Regions from separate parts of the Mus musculus genome. Here all the other regions are linked to region 2. Evidence: chromatin contacts called from public ChIA-PET and Hi-C data. All regions are on one chromosome and are shown on one strand. Each heading gives the region's core, a stretch centred on a gene start, on an enhancer-like site or on the middle of the called end of the contact. The rest is flanking DNA. Distances are from core to core; before and after follow the strand shown.

What was found. Hi-C and Micro-C count contacts between places; a contact is called where the count stands out from the background. ChIA-PET counts read pairs in DNA pulled down with a chosen protein or histone mark.
Region 1: a contact with region 2 is called in a Hi-C map of liver, with 1.9 times the contacts expected there. The contact joins the promoter of C4bp here to the enhancer-like site in region 2. A contact is called at or near these places in 12 of 39 promoter capture datasets (the 3T3-L1 cell line, the HPC-7 cell line, cranial neural crest and 7 more), 2 of 484 Hi-C or Micro-C datasets (both in liver), 1 of 115 datasets of contacts at active chromatin or transcription factors (pancreatic cancer cells) and 3 of 9 other capture datasets (adipose tissue, liver and pancreatic islet).
Region 3: an H3K27ac ChIA-PET map of liver shows a contact between it and region 2, with 3 times the contacts expected there. The contact joins two enhancer-like sites. A contact is called at or near these places in 2 of 15 datasets of contacts at CTCF or cohesin (the G1E-ER4 cell line and pro-B cells), 62 of 484 Hi-C or Micro-C datasets (the 3T3-L1 cell line, 3T3-L1-derived adipocytes, the AML12 cell line and 42 more), 6 of 115 datasets of contacts at active chromatin or transcription factors (embryonic stem cells, hepatocytes, liver and 1 more) and 1 of 9 other capture datasets (adipose tissue).

What each region holds. Positions count from the first base shown.
Region 1 is chr1:130,658,967-130,663,965 of GRCm38.p6, reverse strand. It overlaps C4bp (complement component 4 binding protein), which reads left to right and starts at 2,348. Exons shown (of 10, transcript NM_007576.3): 1 at 2,348-2,518.
Region 2 is chr1:130,759,944-130,764,585 of GRCm38.p6, reverse strand. No RefSeq gene overlaps it. Among named protein-coding and RNA genes, the nearest start is that of Gm28856, 4.1 kb to the left of the region's middle. Within about 2 kb of position 2,790, at least 25 of the 459 cell types and tissues checked have an H3K27ac peak or open chromatin away from gene starts, as enhancers often do. A contact at or near this core is called in hepatocytes and liver, where this site is marked.
Region 3 is chr1:130,677,150-130,681,833 of GRCm38.p6, reverse strand. It overlaps the pseudogene C4bp-ps1. Among named protein-coding and RNA genes, the nearest start is that of C4bp, 18 kb to the right of the region's middle. Within about 2 kb of position 3,068, at least 2 of the 459 cell types and tissues checked have an H3K27ac peak or open chromatin away from gene starts, as enhancers often do. A contact at or near this core is called in hepatocytes and liver, where this site is marked.

The sequences.
Region 1 (4,999 bases), core at 1,099-3,598, 100 kb after region 2:
GTAATTTGTCAAATCGAGCATCAAACTTTTTATACAGAAGAAAACAGGGAAGTTGGGTGACACACCGGCAAGGTACAAAGAGGTTACTGGATTCTTACACAAAACAGAGGAATGCAAACACGGAAGAGCTGGCAGGAACCAACTGGGATAAAATTCAATGTTAACAACTGGGATCAATCACAGCTCCACCTAAGGTCCACTTAATCTTAGAAGCTGGGGCAAGGGCTTCGTGCCCTTGCCATAGTTTCTTCTCTAGTCTATTGTATAGTTCACCTTCCCCCTAGGCCATTGTAAATACTCATGTATGGGTGTAACTCGGCTATCTATTGTACTAAGTATCTACTCTGGTTCCTCTTTAGGTCACAAACTTCCTTCTTCCTAGATAATGGTAAATTTCTGTGTAGGAAAGTGACTTAGCTATTCATGCCCAGGGTCGGATCAAGGACTACCTAGAATCTAACTTAGCTATATGTTAAAATATCAATCCTTAGGAGCACTTGTAATAAAGCAATATTATGGGAAAGCACACAGATCCGTTTACCAACTAAAGCCAGGACATTGGAGCATTCTTTATACAGGATGCCACGATTCCAGGAGACTAAGTTTCCGTGAACTTTTTGCCTCGGGACAGCGCCCAGGTTTTCGGGGCCTGTCGCGCTTGTCACTACTGGAGTGAATGTAGCACATTTGAACCTGCAGATGAAGACTGCATTCTTGAGAAGCTCAGCATCAGACTAAAGGAGAAAAAGGAGTTTGAAGTTTTGGCAAGATGGCAGGAACACTTCAGGATAAGAGACAAGATGAAAAATTTAGAAAAGAAGAATCAACCCTTTAAATCAGGGTTGATCAGGACAAAAAAAATGACACGGATTAAACTAATGCACAATGTTTTCATAAAATAGAAGGCAAAATAATTTGTTGTGATTTAGATAAGTTAGTCCCCTGGGAGAGAGAACTCTGCGCTTACCGTAGTAGAAAGCAGGAAAAGGACTTGAAGATACTGATAAACGATATTTGGAAGAGTGAACTGAGGGCGGTATTTCCTCCAAATCAGCTTCCGGGACTTCATAGGATCGCTTTTACATGGACTCTTATCACATTAAATCAGTCTCTTACCTTTGTGACGTGGCTGTGCTTTCTTTACCTCTAATATCCTCCTCATTTTCCTCTCAGTAATTTCTGCTTATCAGTGAAGGTGCACCCCAAATCTTATAACTTGGTCAAACTTCACGGAGGAGCTCAATTTGTGAGGCCATTAGTGTTTATTACAGAGCATAAATTATGATGTCAAAAAAATTTTTTTTCCCTATGTTGATCCAACCCAAGGATTTTGGACATATCAGACAAGTGCTCTACCACCCAACAGCATTTCCAGCCTTTGGTTTCTGAGATAGGATCTTACTATGTAGCCCAGGTTAATCTTGAAATCATAATCCTCCTGCCTCAGCCTCCCAAGTGCTACAGTTACAAGATTATACACTACATCTGGTAAGAACTAATTTTTACTACTTAGAGTTACAATTATTTATTTATATGAGGGGCATTTGGGGCATGGCATGCTTGTGGTAGTCAGAGGACAACATATACGAATTGGTTCAATCTGGGGATAAAACTCAGGTCTTTAGGCTTCATGACATGCACATTTACCCACAGAGCCATCTCACTGGTCCAGAAGTGCTTTCCAAGAGCAATCCTTGGGGCACACAAATCTTTAAACTTATTATTAACAGACTAAGGGTCCATTTCAGGACTTGACTTTATCTGTATATTTATGTGATCGCAAACACATAAATTAGCCTCTTCATTACATTTTTCTGAATATTGACGAGTGTCAGACTGACTTCTGGAGATCCTTTGGTGCCTGGTAGTGGTAGTTGCTAATATCTGTGGAGCTCTGAGTATGTTCCAGTCAGGTCAGCACACAGCAGGAACTCAATAAACAACACACATACTGTGTCTATTGTAGCTCCTGGTGATGCCTGGAGACCAGTGAAGAGTAAGATCCTCAGATCCAACGTCCCTGAGTGGGTCTGCAGTCCTGGGAAGAGAATCATTTTAGTCAGAGTGGGTCTGAACTCCAACTCAAGGTTCCTAGGCTGGTTGGATTTTGTGATGCATAACTCTTATGATTATGAAAAGACAGAAAATTCTGGCATCAAATTCCAAGTCCCCTTCTAACTTAGGGGAAATGGTTGGCAGAGAAGAAAATAAATAATTCCAACACATGATGAAGAATGAGGGCTGGGAGAGAAGGAGATTAAATAAACACTGCTGCTCTAGTCTGTTAATCATTCACCGGGACAGAGGAGACTGTCTCCCTGTCCGTCATACTCAACTGCTTAACCAGAAACTTGTGTGGGTGGAATGCAAGGATCACTTGCGTGGGTAGACTTCAGAAGCTTTTTTGATGGAGCAAGTACTGGCCAGCTTTAGGATAATATGATCAACTCTCATCTTGGGAGAAACTAGTACAGTAGAGATCCAAGTACCACCACAGAGTCTTTCTCTGCTATTGCAGGTCAGTGGGCTACTGAGCACTTGGGTGGGGCATTGTGGGTAAAGCTGGTCATCAGGTTCTTTAGTGTGTGCTCCTCTGTGTTCTATTTATTATTTTTGAGATTACAATTTAATTACATTTTCCCATTCCTTTTCCTCTCTCCAAATCTTCCCATACAGCCCTTCTTGTTCTCTTTCAAATATAGTCTCCTTTTTTAAATTAATTGTTATCACATGCATCTATTCCTAAATACAACCTGTTCAGTCCATATAATGTTACTTTTATGTATGTTTTCAGGGCTGATAATTTGGCGCTAGGAAACCAATTGCTGTGGATCTTCCATGGGAAATACCACAGCTCTTACTACCAGCTTTCCTCAGTTGCCTATAGTTCTTTGTGTAGAATCAAAGCCTCGTGGGATTCCACTGTCTAGTTTTGTATGTTCATCAGTGTTCTTGTTTGGGTCATGTTTGGGAGGTCATGTTGGTGAGACTTTTCTGATACAGTTTCTGATGTTGCTAGGTGACACAATTTCACAGTAAATTCCTTGGACCCTTGGATCCTACAATCGTTCTGCCACCTCCTCTGTAGTTTCTTCTCAGGTGCAGGAGTGTTTCTTAGATGTAGACATCAGAACTGGGACCCATAACTCTGCATTTTGATTGGTTGTAGTTTTCTGCGGTGGCCTCTGTTACAAAGAGAAGTTGGGGTTTTTCTGTTGTTGTTTTTTGTTTTGTGTGTGTGTGTTTTCTGATGAGGGGTTCAAGACTATGTGAGTATGACGATAAATATTTATAGAATGTTGTTAGAGATTATGCTGGCTTAGTAAATTAGTAGTTGTAGATTCTCTAATAACTGGAACTTCACTAGCATTGAGTAGTTAGTTAGCTAGGTTTATAGCAACAGACATGGTTGAATGGGCCTTAAATACAATTAGAGAGTTTCTGGTTACTTTCAAACAATATGTCCCACTATTACACCCTTAGGGTTACTGTATCATGTTGGTCATTGATGCATTCATGGGCATCAGAGCTGGGTAGGACTATTGGTTGCCTTTCCCCTTTTTTTGGAAGCTTGCACAATGTCTTCTAGTAACATTTAAGTCCCCAGAGAGGGGACATTCAGATCAGTTCCATTTCAGGGATCTCTTGACCTTGTTTCTGAAGTGTATGGTGTCTTCAGCAATAGAGACTTACCTTTCACTGTTAGGGCATAACAAAGGGCAATAGCAAGAGGCTGTATGTCTTGGGAGTCTCTTGGACAGCCCAAGATAAAAACTCAAAAAAGGGATTCTTATGTCTGGTATTGAGGGTTTTGTTAGTTAGTCTTTGGGTCCTGGAGTGTTGTGTCCGGCCAGCAGATCACAGACCTGGGTTCTAGTCTGGAAAGGCATTTTGGAAACCTGGAAGAGAAGAAGGGCTGGGCTGCGCTGAGATAAGGAAGGAACCAAGACAAGCTTTCTGTTCAAGGTTCAATTTTAATGTCAGCAAACATGCTTTATAAAGAAAAGGGGAAGCCCATCCCTGGCCAAGCAAGTTCCTTAGAAGTAGATAGGTTCAGCCTTTTAGTGGGAACTCCTGCGAAGATCTCAGTTAGGTGTTAACTCCGGAAAATTCTTGGGAGAGAACCGCTTTGGCCTCCGGTGGCAGGTTGGGCCTCAGGCAAGTAGTGGCACATCAAAAGAGCAGCACAGCAGGTGGCTCCGCTCAAGTGGTGGCAGATGGTCACAGCCAGCCTTGCTAGGCTGGAAGGAGGTAACACTGGAGGACTCATTATCACCATTAGCCCAGATGAGAAAAAGTTCATTAAAACTATATTTGTATTTTTATACATAGAATTACATGTATTATAGAGTTGTTTTTAGGTAAAAAGCTAAGAGTTGTGTATGGATGACACTATTTCCTTAGAGCGAGCCATCTACTACCTTTAGCTCTTACAGTCTTTCCAACTCTCTTACTCAGAGATCCTGGAAGAAGTGGGGTTTGATGAAGACATCCCATTTAGGACTGAGTAAAGTCTCACTTTCTACACATTGTCCAGTTTTGGGTGACTGTGTTAATGCCAATCTAACTGCAAGAAGAAGCTTCTCTTGGTGGGGTTTAGTGAGGTACTAATATATGGGTATAGCAATGTATCATTAAGATTCATTTTATTGCTATGTTTATAGGGCATAACAACAACAACAACAACAACAATAATATCAATAGATTTTCCTCTAAGTCATGACCTATCTTAGACAATTTATCAGTGCCAGATATGGAATCCATCACATGGAAAGGAGACTAAATCCAATTAAAATAAAAAAGAGTGATTGTTTCCTTCCATATCATTTGTGTCACTATTGCACCAGGATATCTTGCAGGCAGATCTCTGTTGTGGGTCTTAGAGTTTGTATCAAGGTAATATTGATGAATACATTCCTCCTCCTATAGTGTACAAGTACCTCCAAGTATCACGAGTGCTAGTTAGTAAGGGTGAAGCTTCTAGCTGGGTACCAGCTTA
Region 2 (4,642 bases), core at 1,541-4,040:
GAGGAGTTGAGCACCTCTTCTTTGTTCTCAAGCAAAGCCTATTTCAGAATAGTTTTCCTTTTACCTATCAGGAGGACTTTCCCCTTCAAAATGGAGCTCATTATCTTTTTCTTACTCACACGCCTTTTATCTGCCCCGCCTGCCCTCTCTTCGTCATCCCTCAGGTCAGATGTACCCACTGGGACTCAGTGTCCCACATCGGAATGCTCTCTGAAGGCCAAACTTCACCCGCGACCTCCCCTCTTTGCACTTGTATCCAGAATGCAGTACACCCAGTTCTTTAAATGTTTGCTCTGCTCTGATTCTTGCCACACCTCTGCCAAGGATCGTATTTGAAAGACCTGCGTGGAAGGACAAATTACGTCAGTGAGAGGAAGAAGCTGTAGGAGAGAAGGAAGAGTCCAGTCCCACGGCTGCCTGGGTCAGGAGACTGCGCATGAGCGGCATTGCTAGTTTACACAGCTCAGGAGCCACCCCTTCAATAAGTCTGCCTGAAGTGCGCTTAGCAGGAGCCCTCCAAGCTGTTTGTTTCAGGAAGTGGGGGAGAGTTCTGAGTCTAGTAAGTCACCTGCCTTCCCCACAGTACTCCTTGGTTCTCATTTCTGAGAACTGAACTCCTGGGAGGGAAGAATGTATGCTCAGCCTGTGGGGTCTTGCTCTTAAGACAGGCAGGACCTGTTAGCCCAAAGGACTCCATAGCGGACTTCTATTCTGATCTTCCTCAGCACCCTTGATTGTCACTACACACGAAACTCCAATTGAGCCTCTTGTGTGTGGTTCAGCCCCTTTCACCTCTGCCCCAGGTAACGTCTAGTTCTCATATCTGGGATGACCGTAGGGAGCAGAAGCAGTGTGTTCCATATCCCAGACCATTTTTTGAAGTAGATCTTCTCTACCATTTGAACCTAATAGCACCCCTGACTACCCTTCATGTACACAAGATGTATTTTCACACACCTTTCCTTTAAGCACTAACAGGAGACTGGAGGGTCGTCTTACACTTTCTGGAACTACATTAAGAGAACAGCAGATTGACTTAAATATTTGAAGATCTTCTGATGAAGACATGCTGTGGTAACTATGGAACGGTGAATGTGGGGCCTCTTTCAGAGCACCTGAGAGGGACATGTGGCCCAGAACTTGTCCTGAAGAATACAAAGGTCACTTTACTGTCTCCATGCTCGTCTTGGTCATTGTTCCAAACTAAGTATTTCTCATTCCGATTTCCCATATTTCTAAGCACCCTCTCTTACCAAGCTCTTTACATTACGCTTTAGTTATGACTTTGTTATTTATTTGTGTCAGAGGCAGAGGGACAACCTGTGGAAGTTAGCTCTAGCCTTCTTCTTCCATGAGAGTCCTGGGGATAGAACTCAGGCTTGGCAGCAAGAGCCCCTCTCTCTCTCTCTCTCTCTCTCTCTCTCTCTCTCTCTCTCTGTGTGTGTGTGTGGGGGGGGGGTGGGTGGGTGTGTGGGTGTGTCTCTGTGTGTGTGTGTGCTACTGAGGATTAAACCTAGGGCCATGTAGATGCTAAGCAAGTACTCTACCACTGAGCTATTCCCTCCCTCCCTCCCTTCCTTCCTTCCTTCCTTCCTTCCTTCCTTCCTTCCTTCCTTCCTTCCTTCCTTCCTTCCTTCCTTCCTCCCCCCTCTCCCTTCCCTTCTCTTTCTACATTTCCCTCTGTTTGTTTATTATTTTGAGACAGGGCCTCACTAAGTTGCCCAAGCTCATCTTACCTTCATTCTGTAGCCCAGGCTGGACTTGAACTTGTGATCTTCCTGCCTAAACCTTCTAAGTAGCTTAGATACCAGACCGGTTGTCACACCTGACTTCTCTTTGCCTGATCCTTATTTTCAGCAGCTCACAGGGCTTTTTAAGTTAAAGTGGAAAACGCAATCCACAAGGAACAAGCCCTTTCATTTCCTGCTCTTTCCTGATTGTATTCCCTTTTCTGTCCACAGTCTCTCTCACCCAGACCTGGAGAAGTGCCAACCTTTCCCAAGAACCCATTCTTCTTTACTAGATAGATTGTGTCTCATCCGCTTTCATTCAAGAGCCTCCTTCTGACCACTTTCCTCATTCTTCAACTGACTCTTTCCTTCTAGCATGTGATCAAGTTCAAATCTGTTTTTTTTTTTTTTAAAGCAAAGGATACAAAGATACCTGGACCCTTGGTTAGCATTGGTCAACTTCCCTGGCTTGCTTTCTCTCCCCCTTTCTAGCTCAGTTTAATGCTATGCTCCCTGAATTTCCCACATCCTCAAGTTAATTGTCCATGTTCACCTCTCTACTGAGCTGAGCTTGGTAGAACACATGTGCCATGCCAGTGCTTGGGAACCAAGATCAGGAGGAGTGTGAATTCTAGGCTTGCTCAGGCTATACAGCAACACGTGGCCTCAAAATAAACAAACCAGGGCTTGGAGAGATAGCTCAGTGGTCAGAGGACTGAATACTCTTCTAGAAGACCTAGGTTCAATTCCCAGCACCCACATGGCAGCTCACAATCATCTATAACACACTCAAACAGACATACAGGCAGGCAAAACACTAATACACATAAAATAAAATAAATTATAAACAAAACAAAACAAACAAACAAACAAACCAAATTAACCTCCACTGAGACAGTTTGTGTTGGGATTATTAGGGACTTCTTATCCAGCCTCCATCCCTGCCAGCCCAAAATAGGTTAGCTGATTTTCAGGTGTCTACAGCATTTTCAGTACTGGCCACATCCTCTTTTAGAATGTTCCAGAGAACACCTTCATCTAGTCATTAAACAAATATTTGCTGAATACTTGTCCTGTGCCAAGAATCCTTCTGCAAGGTGTACAAAGTCTTTGTTTTCATAATGTTTATATTAGGTTTATAGAAAGAGGAAGTAAATAAAATGAAACTAAGCAATAAACAAGGAGAGATAAGACTGTGGCGAATGCCACACAGGCAATACAATGAAAGCAAAGACTGGGGTTACCTTTAGAGGACCCAGCAAATGTAACCAGAGCCCCAAAGAGTGGTAAGGAGCCGCTGTAAAAAGACAGGGAAAGAGAATCTCCACAGAAAGGATGTTGGGGCAGAGTTCCCCAGCTGGTTCAAATTTGATGTTCTTAAAGGTGAGCATACAGGTACATCTCTGGAATCTAAGAGCACGAGCTCACAGCGGGGTTGCCAACTGTGTCAAAGAAGACTACTGTGAGAAGAAACAAAACTAAACCGAAACCGCAACACAACACAAGAAGGCCTACTGAATCTGCCACAAAGAGTATCACTAGTGACTCAGAAACTCATTTTCAGGAGTCTTAGGGCACATTTGTGTTTTAAGAAGGGAAAAGGTGTGACATTAAGGTGGGTAAGAAGATGTTGTGACTACTTCACGAAGCATTTCCAGGTAGAGTACAGCAGACTGACCAGAGCTCGGTGTCCCACACTCCACACCCCAGGTGAAGTTGAACTTGGAGGCTTGGGGTGCATGGGTGGTTAAAAGCACTTTTTACTCTTCCAGAGGACACTAGTTCAATTCTAAAAATCCACATCGGCAGGCACACAGTGTGTTTTAGGGGCTTTTACACACACAAACACACACACACACACACACACACACACACACACACACACACACTCACACACTTTTAGCAACTTTAATTTTGATTAGTTAAAATGAAACAAACTTAAAAGTTTGGTCCCTCACTGAGGTGAACTAGCTACTTTTAGGTCTTTGTAGCTCCATGGAGCTAGTGGGTACTCAGCTGGGCAGAGCAGGTGTAGTGTGGTTTTTTTTTAATCTTTGGGGAAAGTTCTAGTGAACAATCATGCCTTTGAGAAAGTGATGCTAAGTTAAATTTTTTCTTCTTCTTTGGCTTGGTTTGATTGCTCTCTCTCTCTCTCTCTCTCTCTCTCTCTCTCTCTGTGTGTGTGTGTGTGTGTGTGTGTGTGGTTGAACCCAGGGCCTTACACATGCTATACAACAAGTAGATTGCCCCTGAGCTCCATCCCTAGCCCTTTAAGCTTTTGAGACTGGGTCTCACTAAGGTGCTCAAGTTGGTCTTGAATTCACCCTATATCCCAGTAAGGCCTTGAACTACGACCCTCTTGCTTCCGTTCTCAAGTACCTGATGATAGTACTTGAGAATATAAGATTATAGTCATGTGCCAGCGTATCCAGGTTGTCTGCTGTTAAGTTTTCTATATGAAGGGGACTAAGCACATTCGTGATTATGTCAAAATACAGGGTGCAAATATTAGGTTTCAGAGGCAGTCTAGAGAGATGGCAGAAGGAGACCTGGCAGAAATAAACAGACCTTGCTGTTTATTTCAAACAGCAAGGGGCAGACACAGCAGGAAAAGGGTGTCTATGAAAGGGAAGGGGACACTTGGAGTTTATATGGGGGGGGGGGTGGAGAGTGGGAAGTTAACCCTTTGCTTCAGGGACCTGTGTGCCAGCTCCCTGGTTCTCCCTCCTGGGGTTGTTTGTCCAGACCAGGCTGTTTTATCTTCAGACACTGCCTTTGTCCTGGTTATCAGGATGCAGGTGATAGTGGGTGACCGAGTTAGGCAATAACCGTGATGAGGGAAGGGCTGGAGTTTCAACATGGAGACGGGATTTCAGCATGCCTTGGGAGAACACAGTTCCTTGCTCAGGGTC
Region 3 (4,684 bases), core at 1,819-4,318, 83 kb after region 2:
TATCATGACAGGGGAACATGCCAGCAGGTGAATGTGGCTGGAGCAGCAGGCAGAGAACACGTGGCTTTAAACTCTCAAAGCTCTTCTCTACTGATCTACTTCCTTCGTCAAAGCCATACTTCCAAAACTCCCCAAACAGTGCCACCAACTGGGACGGAGTATTCAAGTGCTGGAGACTATGTGGGGGACTTCTCATTAAAATGACCACACTAATGAAAGTGTTTGTTTCTTCTCAGTTATGCAAAAAAAAAATGTTTTCTAAATATGTTTTCTAAATAATCTGTTACATAAACCCAACGCCTCAAGAATGATGATTATGTCAAGATACCAAAGAAAGAAATGTAGATGACTTTTATTATTAAACAATCCTTGGTGACAGCTGGCCAGGAGACAAGGTCTTCACCATGCCTACAAGCAGACTGCTACCTATGCACAGAGGGAACAGAGCAAAACGGGAGCCTATTGCTCAGTGCTACAGAAATGAACTTCTCTTGGGTATGCTTTGCTTCTCCATTAGGCCTTATCTTCCTTCTCTGTTTTATTGTTGGCAGAGGAGGGAAGTTATCAGTAGCTCCTCCCATGCCAGCACATAAATCTGTAGTCTGCAGAACACCTGCAAGGATAGTGTTGCTGTGTCTGCCTCAGCTAAAATGAAATACTTCCCCTCCTTTACCCCTTCCGAGTTTGATACTTTTATTATCCTCTTCTTTCATATATCACTCTTTATCTTCCAATCATGTGTTGAGGTACATTTAGATGTAACAGTGCCAGGATAACTCCCCAACACAAGAGAAGCAAGGTTAAGAGCCTTGAGCAAGGAGTACAGAGCACATGACCATTGGAACGACAAGTTTGGCTTACAATTTGGAAGACTCACTAGTTGGTAGCATTTATTATAGATCCAGAGGATAGCATTCCATTGACTATCCACCTGAAGAACAGCCAGCCCCTACCATTGAACTGGCCAGGTGAAATCACCATGATCTTTTCCTCCACTGTGGGTGTCTCAGGGCAAACTCAACTATTATTAGTATGCTAAAAACCAGTGTTAGCCCAATAGCCCAGTGGAGGAATAGAGTCCCTGCTGCCTACTAAAGAGAAATAAGAATGTTTAATAGATACCAAAAGAGAAATGTCTGCATCCCTGGGTGAGATATATGCTATGGTGTGGCCTGTGTCAGAAGAGCTTCTAGGGTAACATTTGGTCAGGCTACGACTCAGGAGAGAGAGAAAAGATAGATACTACTGTGAGATGCACTTGCCTTTTGTTTGAATAATATGTCTCTTTGTGAGTGATTCTTGCTACAGGGCAAACTTTAATCTTAGACCATTTTCCTAGCATGATAAACATAGCAATGGCTGGGACTTTCTAGGGTTACATAAGGTTCTCTGTGGATGGTGTTACATTAGTTTGATCCGGGAGGAGCAAATTCCTCTCAGGTTCCCATGCTGGCTAAAGAGACCGGTCCATTTACTTTGTAGTCGAAATGCTAGGGACTTCTGTTAGGTAATTATGTCTATTGCTGCTGGCTTTTTTTTTTTTTCTGAGGCTTTTTAGTGAGCATTCTCAAAACTTTATGGAGATAAGTGGGAGTCTGTCTTTAAAGCCTGGTTCAGTCACTTATTCATATGTTGGATGTGTTCTGCTCCTGATGAGCCCTGGCCCAATTGGGTTGAGAAGGGTAGATGCAAGACACACAGCAGGCCTTGGCTACTCATCAACTGTCTGACTTCATGCCCTGTTTAATGGTCCTGGCAGTTTTCAGTTATCATATAGTGGCTCCAGTGGGCCCTGCATGGTAGTCTTTTGGATGACTCTTCCCCTGAGCCTGGTAGAAGGTTGACATTGAGCATCTTCCCTCTTGGTGTGTACCAGGGCTACCACTGAGATCATCCCACATATTTTTGGTAAGCATGTACAATGTCTGTCCTCTAAGTCTCCGTTATGTTGCAACAGCTTTCTGGCATGTTCGCCCTTTCATCTGTGTAGTCTGGCAGAGTCTTTTTCAGTCTGAGCAACCGCATCATTGTAAGTATTGTTGAGCAGCAACATGCTATAACATTACTTTATTGTGTTGTATATATCCCTCGTATTTCTCCTTGGCTCTTGTCCCCACAGTAAGTGTCTGTTAATGGACCACTGCTGACTCTGCCACTAAGGAAGCCAAGATGGGCTTTGAACATGGCACAACTCTCTGTGCTTATAATTAGGAGTTTCTCTTCTCACATAACTAGGATCCATACTGTGTGGGGTTTGGTACACTAACTGCTGTAAACTTGACCTTCATCAACATAAAAGCTTTCTATCTTTCAGTAGTAGGTTACTGCTCTCTGTTAGGTGTGATTTCATTTTGCTGATGCACCAATTTGTAATTGCTTCTCCTCCCTTCACTCCTGAGTGGTGGTCCAACATTTCATTAGGTACAAGTCACTCCTTCTGTTTGATAGTTACTGGGGTGCCAAAACTGTTGGAGTTCTCTACTGAGGGAGATGTGTTATTACCCCTTCTGTCTAAGATACTCTTACTTAACCAAAATGGTCATCAGCACTGTCTATGACCAAACTATCCAGCCTCTAGTGGGTAAGTCATCAGTGTCTTGCCAACAGCTTCTAGGTAAATGGGTTTTGTGATTATTAAGACTTTGTAAGTAGGATACATTTGTTTTTCCAACAGACATATGTTAGCACCTTAGGGTGTATTAAGCATCTATATACCCTGTGCGTTTCCCACAGCTTGTTTTGGTTCCTTAAATGCTGTAGAATGAACTTCTGTTCAGTCCTTTACCTCTTGGTTTATATTCCAGTTGTAGAGCAGCCTTAGGCAGGAAGAGCCAGGTATGAAATGGAAATCTTCTAGTAATCAAGTAGCCCCACAAATTTCTATGTTTGCTTAACCATGCAGAGAGGCAGAAAGCTTGTACCTTGTATGTTACATCTGTAGCAATACTTTCGTTCATTGTAACAGGCAAGACTCAAATATTTCATAAATGTCCCAGGTCCTTGGACCTTGTCTGGATTAATGTCTTATCAATGTAATGCAATGCAATATTTGAATAGTCTCTGGTTTGGTCCATTCTGCTAGGTCAGATTTGTGATCCCATGGCATAATTTGAGGCTTTGTAAATAACCCTGAGGCAACCTGGTGAAAGTCCACTGATGACTTTTCCTGGTAAAGGCAAATGATTCTTACCTTTCAACTACTATATTGGAACTGAAGAAACCATTGGCCAAATCTAGCCCACAGGACGCAGTGGTGATGGCCCAGCTTGAGTGTATTTGAGACTTCAACAGTATAACAGTGTTAAGTATAGCCAGATACACTTTGTTTAATTCCCAGTAACTCACTGTCTTAAGATATGTTCTTTCTGGGGGTTACCCAAGCTTTTTGGCATGACAACAAATTAAAGGGATCCCATATCAGCATAGTGATGCTTACCCTTCCTAACTCCAGATGATTTCTGTGATCTCTTGGTACTTGCCACACCCTTAGAAAGAACTGGTATATGACCCTGGGGTCAGTGGTACCACGGGTGTGGCGTCTCAAGATTGGCTTTATGACCAAGACATGTTTGTTTTCTATGTACCTTAACCAAAGTTTCCCATGGAAGTTTTCAAGTGCCTCCCCTCGAATATGTTGGCTCTCACAATATATTCAGGGATTATGGCATAGACATTTGAGGGCATGTGCCCCAGTCTCAAGCTGAGCACTGGGACATTTCGTCCACTGGAGATCCCAGTTCCTATTAAGTGGTTTTAAAATTTATCTGGGTTTCTAAATAGAAGTATATATTTGGCCCCAGTAGCTATCTGTATGGTGACTTTTACTGTGTTACAGGGGACCAATATGTAGCCAACTCTATATAAGGGGTCTGTTTCTGGAATGTGGAACCTTAGGCCATGTCTCTATTCATTGTTTTTTCCAGAACCATAGACTCACTCTACTGTCTGAGGCGGACAATGGAGGAGGCCCAAGGATGTGCCACCTGATTCAGTTGGTAAACACTGCCTTTTCATTTATAAGGAGTCTTTTCTTTCTTACTTTTTTTCTTTTTTTAAATTTTAATTTCATTATGTTTATTTTGTTGATCTGATAGTCTATGGTACTATTCCTAGCATGCATCAACCAGCTGATAATACAAGCATACTCTAAGGTATGTACATGTTCAAGGTTAATATTTTTTCCTTTTTTTCCCAATTTTTTATTAGGTGTTTACTTCATTTACATTTCAAATGCTATCCTGAAAGTCCCCTATACCCTCCTTCCCCCTTCCCCTACCCACCCACTCCCACTTCTTGGCCCTGGTGTTTCCCCTGTACTGAAGCATATAAAGTTTGCAAGACCAAGGGGCCTCTCTTCCCAATGATGGCCGACTAGGCCATCTTCTGATACATATGCAGCTAGAGACAGGAGCTCTAGGGGTATTGGTTAGTTCATATTGTTGTTCCACCTATAGGGTTGCAGACCCCTTCAGCTCCTTGGGTACTTTCTCTAGCTCCTTCATTGGGGACCTTGTGCTCTGTACAATGGATGACTCTGAGCATCCACTTCTGTGTTTGCCAGGCACTGGCATAGCCTCACAAAAGACCGCTATATCAGGGTCCTTTCAGCAAAATCTTGCTGGTGGGTGGGACAGTGTCTCTATGGTCCATCCTTTCGTCTCAGCTCCAAACTTGTCCTGTAACT